Regions from separate parts of the Salmo salar genome. Here region 2 is linked to region 1. A link is a contact called in public Hi-C data. All regions are on one chromosome and are shown on one strand. The core of a region is the stretch at or near the end of the contact, and the rest is flanking DNA. Distances in the headings are between cores, read along the strand shown.

Region 1 (6,009 bases), core at 3,047-5,546:
ACAGTGTACTGATAGGTCTTGCTATTATATTTGTCCTATAGCACTCAATCAGATAAGATGATTGGTGTTAGTGGTGTGCATACTTTGTTTGCTTGGTTAATGCTAGTTCCTGCATCTTTCACCAAAAATTCAATTTGATCCGCCGCAGGTATGAAAAAGTATTTTCTCACTCAGTTTCTTCATTCTATTTGAAGGGATTTTACGTGTTTTATAGGGCTAGGTTATTTGTCGTCCGACTCATGCATAAACGTCTCAGATATCCTTTTGTGTGTGTGTATGTATATAGCTCTCTGAGGGTGTAGAACACAGAGATGGATCAAGATTTACGAGCAGTCTAGTCTGGAACAGGGTTGTCACCTCAGCTTCTTTTACAGCTCTCTGGCTGCCAGTAAAGTGACGTGAGAGCTCATCCAAAATGAGTCTTTCCCTAAATAGGATAGCAGCCATTACTGAAGAGGAGTGTGGAGTCAGCAGCCAAACAATGTTCTCAGTTAAGACAAGAAAAATCATGTACTTGCCAACTGTAATGACAAACAAGTTAGGCTAAAGCAATAAGACAGAAAATGATACTTATTATTCAGCAAATCAACCTACCTAGCATTCAAATAGCCTAATCCTCACTCCTACAACTCACTTGAGCTTGAGGAGTTACAACTAACTCAAACTTCCTACAGTATTTTAGATCTGTATAGGAGAGCTGTCATTGGTTAATCCAGGAGTTTAGAGGTGTCGATACATCATTTCAGAGACTGATGTGAAAATGAAATCACATTGGCTACCAGCCCATAGTCGTGTAATCTCATTGGCTGACAGCCCAGCGGGCCTCTTCCCACGGCCTTCAGTGTTGGAGAGACTGAAGAACAGCAGATAATCCTGAGTCAGTAGCTAGACTCAGTCCTCACACTGACAAACAGCAGATAATCCTGAGTCAGTAGCTAGATTCAGTCCTCACACTGACAAACAGCAGATAATCCTGAGTCAGTAGCTAGACTCAGTCCTCACACTGACAAACAGCAGATAATCCTGAGTCAGTAGCTAGATTCAGTCCTCACACTGACAAACAGCAGATAATCCTGAGTCAGTAGCTAGATTCAGTCCTCACACTGACAAACAGCAGATAATCCTGAGTCAGTAGCTAGATTCAGTCCTCACACTGACAAACAGCAGATAATCCTGAGTCAGTGGCTAGATTCAGTCCTCACACTGACAAACAGCAGATTCCTATAATGTCGCCTCCCAAAAATCCTAGTGTAAAGCCACCAACAGGGTGGCAAGAATTTAAGCATTCACTCAGGCTATCCCAGACCCCGACAGTTGGGCCACAAATAGTGATTATTAAGCGGAGGATACATTTTTGGCGGTAAAGCACAAATCATAGCAGGAGGCTGTTCCTTCCAGCAGCTTCAGACAGTTTTTCAGCTCATTGGCTATTAACGAACCACTTCCACAGAGGATCTGCCCCACATGCCTTCACTCAAGCTCATCGTCTTTGAGGGTTTCAATGTTCAAATGCCAGGTGTGTGTGTGTGTGTGTGTGTGTGTGTGTGTGTGTGGTGGGAGTGTAGAAGTAGACAGATGTAGCATGCATCACCGCCCAAGCCACTTCCTCCTGATGTTATGTGTCTGTCAGTCTGCTCTGGAGCAGAAGCATCTGTCACGTACACAGTACGACTGTCAGTGGTGCCTGTCGCTGATCAGACACTTCATGGCAACCACAGCACATAGCTGAGACAGCAGCATCATGATCATAATGCTGATCTCTTAGCTAGCTCCCACTGAGGAGAGAAACGTTTGATGTGCACTTCAGAGCCTTCCCTACTTTTCCACTAGTCCAAGGGTAAGGTCATAAAAGTTAACATCAGTTTATGAAAAAAGAAAAAGTGAAACATATGCTACATCTACTGCAACTTCCTGACTCATCGCAGGCATAAGCGGCTTGTTGAAATTGACTTAAGTCAGTCAGGTATTTTTCAAGGCAACACCCATGACATATTTCTAATACCATTGTCAAGGTTGGAGAGAGGGCATCCACCCAGCGTGGTGGACATCTGTGTCTTGGATGTTCACCTCAACCTTTACACAGTGGCTCTAACAAAGGCCACTACATACCTCCAGGAAAGCAGCTTTGCTTCCTCCTTTAGGCCCTACCACCACTTTGCCAATGCACCGATACAGTAGGTGTCCACTCTCATTGCTACATGCTCCCTTCAAGCAGACTAGATGTGTTATTCTTCTTTGCTGGTGTTGGGTAAACTGCCGGAAAAGAAGTGGTGGGATGGAGGCTAGTCTGCCTCAGAGAGTCTGAGGTTAGAAAGAGGAGTGTTCAGCTAACCCCAGAGCAAGGCCTAGCACAGTACACTGATGTCGTCTTGCAAATACTAGAGGAGGATACACGGTAGAGAATGTTGTTCTACTTCGGAAAGTCTGACCCCTCCCACGACCTTTCTTCATTTTCCCAGATCGTTCTTCACCAGATTTATAGTTTTGCAAACCTCTCCATCAGTCTGTGTCTGCTACACATGCTTTAGTGTCATAATCACAGTCAATTTTTATTTCTATACTGTAATTTAGGAATAATATTAAGTCTGTATGAGTAAAACAGTCCTGAGAGTGAGGTAAATAGCAATCGGTGGTCTACATGGAAAGCTGATCGACTCTCCCTTCACTACATACCCAGTTCATCTGAGGCCAAATTCCAATTCTCTCCCCATAAGTGTCTACTGTATTTCACACACCAATCCAATGCTTTTAAATCATTGAAGGGGAGTGAACAAAAACTACACCAAGATGGTGAATAATCCAAAATGGGACTTTTATGGGCACCTAAACAAACTCTGCCCAGGCTATGGGCTGTCTTAGTCAGCTGTGTCATCACAGACATCCTGGCATTCCCATGCCGCACCATCTGACACACAAAAAGTTACTAACAATAATGGAGAGACAGCAATTGTTCAATAACAATTGAGAGAGAAGGTGGAAACAGTTTATTTACTCAAGCTAAAGTAATAACATTGCATGCATTCCATAGGGACAAGAGAAAACATTCACATGGTCTGTCGTAGGTAGACTGTTGGGTTTGAATGGCTAGGGTGAGGATCTATGCCGGTCTCTATACTCACAGCAAACCATTTCATGACAGATTCTACAGCTACAGGTCACATGGAGGAATAAATGACAGGCAGAGTCACTCAGTAAGAGCATCCCCATGCAATTACCACATTATTACCACAGTATTAATCCAGTCATGTGAACCAATACAGGACTTCGTTTTAAGAAGGAGATATTGCAGTCCTCCTACTCCACTCCAAGTAAAACATAGTTGATGCTGATAGATGACAGTTTTTGATTGACATTTTGACAGACAAACGAATGATGACGTAGCTTGCTAGGTGTTTTTGAGGAAGTTTTGGTTCATAACAACTTTGCTCCAGGTTTCCCCCGCATTGACTTTACCATTGATTCAATCCATTTTAATTAACTAATTATTAGTTATATGACCAACACTGCGAGTTTCTGACATCTGAAACTAAGCAAACTACGTCGACTTTTTGGAATAGCAGCCATTCACAGTTTAGCAAGCGACGTCAACTATTCCATTATAACCTACCTAGCTAGTAGTAAAGGTTTTTATAAACGTAATTGTTCTCTGTGCTAGTAGTTAACTAGGTAACTTTAGTTTTGTTAGCTAGCTAGAAACGTAACTATTTATGATGCGCTTTTATTGGGGTGCCAACTTATCACAACCACCACAACTGGCATCTGAAGAAGAAACTATACTCAGTTGACATTCTTCACACAGCATATTATTTGGCCAGTAATTAACTACTCTGACTGCATCTCAACATGTTTACAATAGGTAGCTAATGTTAGTTATCGTTTGCTGGTACTGTACTAGCCGACTGTGTGCCAGGTAACAAAGCCACTCACAGTCGAAAAAAAACTAAGGAAATGCCAAAGTAACGTTACTCGCGGTCATTCTCGAGCGGTGTGTAAATTTATTAGAATGAGCCAACTAGCTATCGTTTTTCTAGCTGGGTAACTAGTTAACTAATTCTAACAAAGTTCTTTAGTAACAACTCCGAGGACGCAAATAAACGATAGCAAAAGTTCCCGAATGAATTAAAACAGACAGAGTAAGAGAACTCACCCATAATATTGCCGTTCCGATGCACCTCACTAACAGATCTTGCACCGTTCGACATTCCCTTTCAAGTACTCACGGGACACCACAAAACTGTAAAGGTCGTACCCAACTTATTTCGCGTAATGTCAAAAATGTCCACTGTCTGCTGCATGTGGTGGAGACATAGAAATAGATAGAGGACTCTAGTCCCCAAAAGACTTCGTCTTCGCTGAGGTTTTATGGAGAACTACACGCAAGTGTTTTGTCGCCGCCAACTGGACAAGGGTGAAAATAAATCACAAAATGTAACAAAATTCCATACAGGGAAGGGAAAAAATAACATTAATCCACACAAACTACAAAATAAAATATTAAAATATATTCCCACTCAAATCAAATGTTATTGGTTGCATACACATAGCTTTCAGATTTTATTGCTTGTGTTCCTAGCTCCAACAGTGCAGTAATATCTAACAATATACAACAATAGGTACAAATCTAAAAGGACCAGTAATAAGTCCGAAGTGTGTGTATATATATATATACACACACTACAGTTCAAAAGTTTGGGGTCACTTAGAAATGTCCTTGTTTTTGAAAGAAAATCAATTTTTTTGTCCATTAAAAAACATCAAATTGATCATAAATACAGAGGGCCAGCTGCCAGTTGAGGACTTGTGAGGCGTCTGTTTCTAAAACTAGACACTCTAATGTACTTGTCCTCTTGCTCAGTTGTGCACCGGGGCCTCCCACTCCTCTTGCTATTCGGGTTAGTTAAAAATGCATGAAATTAAATGTATGCATTCACTACTGTAAGTCGCTCTGGATAAGAGCATCTGCTAAATGACTAAAATGTAATGTAAATGGCCTCAATGACCATAGTTATGTTTTGAGGAATAAGGGAGAGGCTTGCAAGCCGAAGAACACCATCCCAACCATGAAGCACGGGGGTGGCAGTATCATGTTGTGGGAGTGCTTTGCTGCAGGAGGGACTGGTGCACTTCACAAAATAGATGGCATCATGAGGACGGAAAATTATGTGGATATATTGAAGCAACATCTCAAGACATCAGTCAGGAAGTTAAAGTTTGGTCACAAATGGGTCTTCCAAATGGACAATGACCCTAATCATACTTCTAAAGTTGTGGCAAAATGGCTTAAGGACAACAAAGTCAAGGTATTGGAGTGGCCATCACAAAGCCCTGACCGCACTCCTATAGAAATTTGTGGGAAGAACTGAAAAAGCGTGTGCGAGCAAGGAGGCCTACAAACCTGACTCAGTTACACCAGCTCTGTCAGGAGGAATGGACCAAAATTCACCTAACTTATTGTGGGAAGCTTGTGGAAGACTACCTGAAATGTTTGACCCAAGTTAAACAATTTAAAGGCAATGCTACTAAACACGAATTGAGTGTATGTAAACTTCTGACCCACTGGGAATGTGATGAAAGAAATAAAAGCTGAAATAAAATCATTCTCTACTATTATTTTGACATTTCACATTCTTAAAATAAAGGGGTGATCCTAACTGACCCAAGGCAGGGAATTTTTACTAGGATGAAATGTCAGGAATTGTGAAACTGAGTTTAAATGTATTTGGCCAAGGTGTATGTAAACTTCAAATGTATGTACAGCAATAGTAACCGGGTGGTTGCCGGCTAGTGACAGTGACTAAGTTCAGAGCAGTGTGCTGGGTGGAGGCCAGCAAGTGATGGCTATTTAACAGTCTGATGACCTTGAGATAGAAGCTGTTTCAGTCTCTCGGTCCCAGCTTTGAGGCACTTGTACTGACCTCGCCTTCTGGATGATAGCGGGGTGAACAGGTCGTGGCTAGGTTGGCTGAGGACCTTGATGATCTTCTTGTCCTTCCTTTGACACAGGGGGCT
Region 2 (5,636 bases), core at 1,190-3,689, 53 kb before region 1:
AGAGAAAGTAGAAACGGAGCTAACTTGAAGAACTGAAATGACACTTACATGCCTTCACTTGTGTCAAATCTAAAAAAAGAGAAACACACACACTTAGCATGCTGATATGATGACCATGCGTTAGAGAGCTATTAGCTAGCTAATGAGAACCAATGCTGGTGGTTACTTTGACATTACGGTGCATTATTGTAGTGAGGTTCTCTGTGCTTGGCTGTGAATTAGCAGTGGTTTAGGCTTATTAGACTGTTAGATCCAGATTCTGGGCTGGGTGTGTGGGTGACTGTTAGATCCAGCCCAGATTCTGTGTGTGGGTGACTGTTAGATCCAGCCCAGATTCTGTGTGTGGGTGACTGTTAGATCCAGCCCAGATTCTGTGTGTGGGTGACTGTTAGATCCAGCCCAGATTCTGTGTGTGGGTGACTGTTAGATCCAGCCCAGATTCTGTGTGTGGGTGACTTAGTCCCTGTGATCAGGGGAGAGGATTGCAGAAGTGCAGGGCCTTGTCTCATTCCCTTCATCCACGCTGATCCAGAACTGCAATGGAGAGAAATGAAAAACAGAACCACTTACAAACACCTTTGGTGGACTGTTGGTTAGTACTAACTTGGTCATTGGTCCCTTGTTCTTGTTGTTGTCCACTCCGTTGTATGTGACGGCTGCCAGCTTCCTGCTGCGGTAGTTCTCATAGTGGACGTTGTTGGTCACGTCCTTCAGGTCCTGCATGTGGGTTCTGGATCAAATCAAATTAAAACTTTATTTAAACTGCATGTAGGTTCTGGAACAAGACAGAACAGAACCACTCAAATACAACTTTTTTAAAACTAAAATTAACCACAGCAATAAACTTTACAGTAAAAAAAACTATGTGACACTAAAAGACATTTAAACAGTCAGAGAGAGCAGTGAGGAACGATATGGCACTGAGAAGTGGCACCATAATGTCTCTGCCATCTGCTGATGCTCATGCAGAGTATAAAACAGGACACTCATTGGTGCATGACCATCATGCAGAGTGTAAAACAGGACACTCATTGGTGCATGACCATCATGCAGAGTGTAAAACAGGACACTCATTGGTGCATGACCATCATGCAGAGTGTAAAACAGGACACTCATTGGTGCATGACCATCATGCAGAGTGTAAAACAGGACACTCATTGGTGCATGACCATCATGCAGAGTATAAAACAGGACATTCATTGGTGCATGACCATCATGCAGAGTATAAAACAGGACACTCATTGGTGCATGACCATCATGCAGAGTATAAAACAGGACACTCATTGGTGCATGACCATCATGCAGAGTGTAAAACAGGACACTCATTGGTGCATGACCATCATGCAGAGGAGTGTGTTTGTGTGTGTTACAACAGTACCTGATGAGCATGTTCCTCAGGATGGTGAAGTCACAGTGCTCTCCATTCTCCACTAGAGAGAGAAAGAGAAAGAAAGAGAGAGCGAGAGAGAGAAAGAAAAAGAGAGAGAGCGAGAGAGAAAGAAATAAAGAGAAAAAGAGAGAGAAAAAGAGAGAGAGAAAAAGAGAGAGAAAAAGAGAGAGCAAAAGAGAGAGAAAAAGAGAGAGCAAAAGAGAGAGAAAAAGAGAGAGAAAAAGAGAGAGAAAAAGAGAGAGAAAAAGAGAGAGCAAAAGAGAGAGAAAAAGAGAGAGCAAAAGAGAGAGAAAAAGAGAGAGCAAGAGAGAGAAAAAGAGAGAGCAAAAGAGAGAGCAAAAGAGAGAGCAAAAGAGAGAGCAAAAGAGAGAGCAAAAGAGAGAGAAAAAGAGTCACAGTTAGAGTTGTCAGTTACCACAAGGGGGTGTGACAGTCACAGGAGGGAGATCGAGAGCTCGTCACTGCTCAAGGGAAGACCTCACGTCCGTGCTCCTCGTAACCCATCGGAGAAGGTCATAGGGGAGGGGCCTCTGGCTTTCTCATCCAATTAGTTTTGAGAAGGGGACGAGGAGACAGGATGCGAGGAGTATGCAATTAAAATCTTCCCCTAGAGATTGCGTGGAGTAGAAGGAAGGCGAGTCGGTGTAATACTGTCAGCAGCCACAATGTGGTGCCAGACACCATGTATACTCCCACATACACTCGTTCCCCTGAGGTTTCTGCCTGACTGCTGGGTGTAGGGAGTGGATCACATAGCTGAAGTGTGGCCTTCCCCTCTCCCTCTCTATATTTATACACTTACATGGTGCCAGAAACATTTTTGGTAATCCAAAACTCATGCAACCGCCACAGAGGTACTGTAGTCGTAGTAACCGCACAGTTCATCCAGTCGAGAGATCACAACTTTACTATCTTATACCAGAATTACAGCATCTCACATACACTACAGACCAAAGATGTTGACTTGTAATCTGGTCATAGACAGAGATACAGAGCTGTATCCGAATGGTAGAGTTTAGGGTAGAGCTGACTTTCCCCATCTACTCTTGCAGCGGCACAAAACAGTGGGGAGCAGAGAGGGGACATGAATTCACTTCTGGGGTTGGAGTGTATTCTCGTGTGTGTGTGTGTACACATGACCTGAGCTCTGGGATCATGAGGTTAAAGTTCAAAATAGCTAGCTAAACTTCATACACGTCTACTCTACTAAGACAAGTGCTGTAGAGTCTAGAATCATTTAGAGGGAGTGGTGCTAAAGCAGCTTCCTGTTGGTCTGTCTGTCTGGCATCAAAGAGAACTGAACACATATCCTGTTGGTCTGTCTGTCTGGCATCAAAGAGAACTGAACACATATCCTGTTGGTCTGTCTGTCTGGCATCAAAGAGAACTGAACACATATCCTGTTGGTCTCTCTGTCTGGCATCAAAGAGAACTGAACACATATCCTGTTGGTCTCTCTGTCTGGCATCAAAGAGAACTGAACACATATCCTGTTGGTCTCTCTGTCTGGCATCAAAGAGAACTGAACACATATCCTGTTGGTCTCTCTGTCTGGCATCAAAGAGAACTGAACACATATCCTGTTGGTCTGTGTCTGGCATCAAAGAGAACTGAACACATATCCTGTTGGTCTGTCTGTCTGGCATCAAAGAGAACTGAACACATATCCTGTTGGTCTGTCTGTCTGGCATCAAAGAGAACTGAACACATATCCTGTTGGTCTGTCTGTCTGGCATCAAAGAGAACTGAACACATATCCTGTTGGTCTCTCTGTCTGGCATCAAAGAGAACTGAACACATATCCTGTTGGTCTGTCTGTCTGGCATCAAAGAGAACTGAACACATATCCTGTTGGTCTGTCTGTCTGGCATCAAAGAGAACTGAACACATATCCTGTTGGTCTGTCTGTCTGGCATCAAAGAGAACTGAACACATATCCTGTTGGTCTCTCTGTCTGGCATCAAAGAGAACTGAACACATATCCTGTTGGTCTGTCTGTCTGGCATCAAAGAGAACTGAACACATATCCTGTTGGTCTGTCTGTCTGGCATCAAAGAGAACTGAACACATATCCTGTTGGTCTGTCTGTCTGGCATCAAAGAGAACTGAACACATATCCTGTTGGTCTGTCTGTGGTCTGTCTGTCTGGCATCAAAGAGAACTGAACACATATCCTGTTGGTCTGTCTGTGGTCTGTCTGTCTGGCATCAAAGAGAACTGAACACATATCCTGTTGGTCTGTCTGTGGTCTGTCTGTCTGGCATCAAAGAGAACTGAACACATATCCTGTTGGTCTGTCTGTGGTCTGTCTGTCTGGCATCAAAGAGAACTGAACACATATCCTGTTGAGGAGAACACGTCTGTCTGCAACATACAGGACCCTCCTCAAAACACACCTCTCCATCTAAAAGGGCCTGTTAAATGCTGAGTTGATACATAGCAATGGTCATTTAATCTCAAAGCTTTTCCTTTGTTAAGACATTAACAAATGTCATTTTCGTCATATGCAAAATGACCTAAGTACTACTCTATTTGTTAAGAACATTCCATGGTCATTAAGTCACCAGTAGATATAGCTGAGTATTTACCGGGCTGACGTAACAGGTCAGACAGGAACACACATCACTCAGGGCCAGAGATAACATAGCAAGTGAATGTTGATAACACAACATAACTAAATGTCAACTGCTGGGCAGGAGGCTACTGAACGTCCCCTGGTTCTAGTAGTATAATGTTTAGTATAGGAATAGTGTTGAATAATGTTACATTTTAATACTCTTTTTGAGATGAAACTAGAAATGTAGATGTATTTGATTTAACCAGGCAAGTCCCAACTAGATGGGATTAGAAATGTAGATGTATTTGATTTAACCAGGCAAGTCCCAACTAGATGGGATTAGAAATGTAGATGTATTTGATTTAACCAGGCAAATCCCAACTAGATGGGATTAGAAATGTAGATGTATTTGATTTAACCAGGCAAGTCCCAACTAGATGGGATTAGAAATGTAGAGGTATTTGATTTAACCAGGCAAATCCCAACTAGATGGGATTAGAAATGTAGATGTATTTGATTTAACCAGGCAAATCCCAACTAGATGGGATTAGAAATGTAGATGTATTTGATTTAACCAGGCAAGTCCCAACTAGATGGGATTAGAAATGTAGATGTATTTGATTTAACCAGGCAAGTCCCAACTAGATGGGATTAGAAATGTAGAGGTATTTGATTTAACCAGGCAAATCCCAACTAGATGGGATTAGACATGTAGATGTATTTGATTTAACCAGGCAAGTCCCAACTAGATGGGATTAGAAATGTAGATGTATTTGATTTAACCAGGCAAATCCCAACTAGATGGGATTAGAAATGTAGATGTATTTGATTTAACCAGGCAAGTCCCAACTAGATGGGATTAGAAATGTAGATGTATTTGATTTAACCAGGCAAGTCCCAACTAGATGGGATTAGAAATGTAGAGGTATTTGATTTAACCAGGCAAATCCCAACTAGATGGGATTAGAAATGTAGAGGTATTTGATTTAACCAGGCAAATCCCAACTAGATGGGATTAGAAATGTAGAGGTATTTGATTTAACCAGGCAAATCCCAACTAGATGCGATTAGAAATGTCAGCATTTGAATTAAGATACAGAAAGGGCCTAAGGGAAAAAGCATAACGGTCATTCTAAGTCAAACATGACCTGCAGACACACTTCCCCAACACACACACACAGCTGCCCGGATAATATATTGACCCCCATAGTAGGGTGAGAGATTGTATTACTTCCACACGTAAACCTTCCAACGTTAAACAAATCGACGTGTGGGAAAACCTTAGTGCTAATATCAAATAACACACAGAGGCTGTGTGTGTGTGTGTGTGTGTGTGTGTGTGTGTGTGTGTGTGTGTGTGTGTGTGTGTATCCAGGCCAGTGTCTTGACTGAGACCTCTGACCCATGACCCCTCACCTTCCGCCACGCCCCAGGGGTACTGCCTCCCTCTCACCCGCTTCTCATTGACCACGATGATGGTGTTGCTACCAACAACAGCCAGGGGCAAGCGATCCTGCAGGGGAGAGAGATAAACATTACACAGCAGACACACAACTCATTCACATAACCTGTTAGACAAGGCTATGCACACACATTCTGCTGCGGTGAAGTATGTTTACCAAGACTCCTTTTTTAAAATTGGATGGAAAATTGACTGGAGATAAAGTAGTGCATTGGGAACACAGGAAC

The links. A called contact is a pair of places that touch in the nucleus more often than the background predicts.
Region 2: a contact with region 1 is called in a Hi-C map of gill, with 9 times the contacts expected there. The contact joins the enhancer-like site here to the promoter of sept7 in region 1. A contact is called at or near these places in 2 of 3 Hi-C or Micro-C datasets (gill and muscle).

What each region holds. Positions count from the first base shown.
Region 1 is chrssa27:20,794,952-20,800,960 of Ssal_v3.1, reverse strand. It overlaps sept7 (Septin-7), which reads right to left and starts at 4,296. Exons shown (of 14, transcript NM_001140131.1): 1 at 4,148-4,296; 2 at 3,147-3,148. The coding sequence starts at 4,202.
Region 2 is chrssa27:20,846,119-20,851,754 of Ssal_v3.1, reverse strand. It overlaps sept7 (Septin-7), which reads right to left. Exons shown (of 14, transcript NM_001140131.1): 9 at 5,364-5,460; 10 at 1,379-1,430; 11 at 605-730. Among protein-coding and RNA genes, the nearest start is that of LOC106588677, 13 kb to the left of the region's middle. Within about 2 kb of position 2,439, at least 1 of the 13 cell types and tissues checked has an H3K27ac peak or open chromatin away from gene starts, as enhancers often do. A contact at or near this core is called in gill, where this site is marked.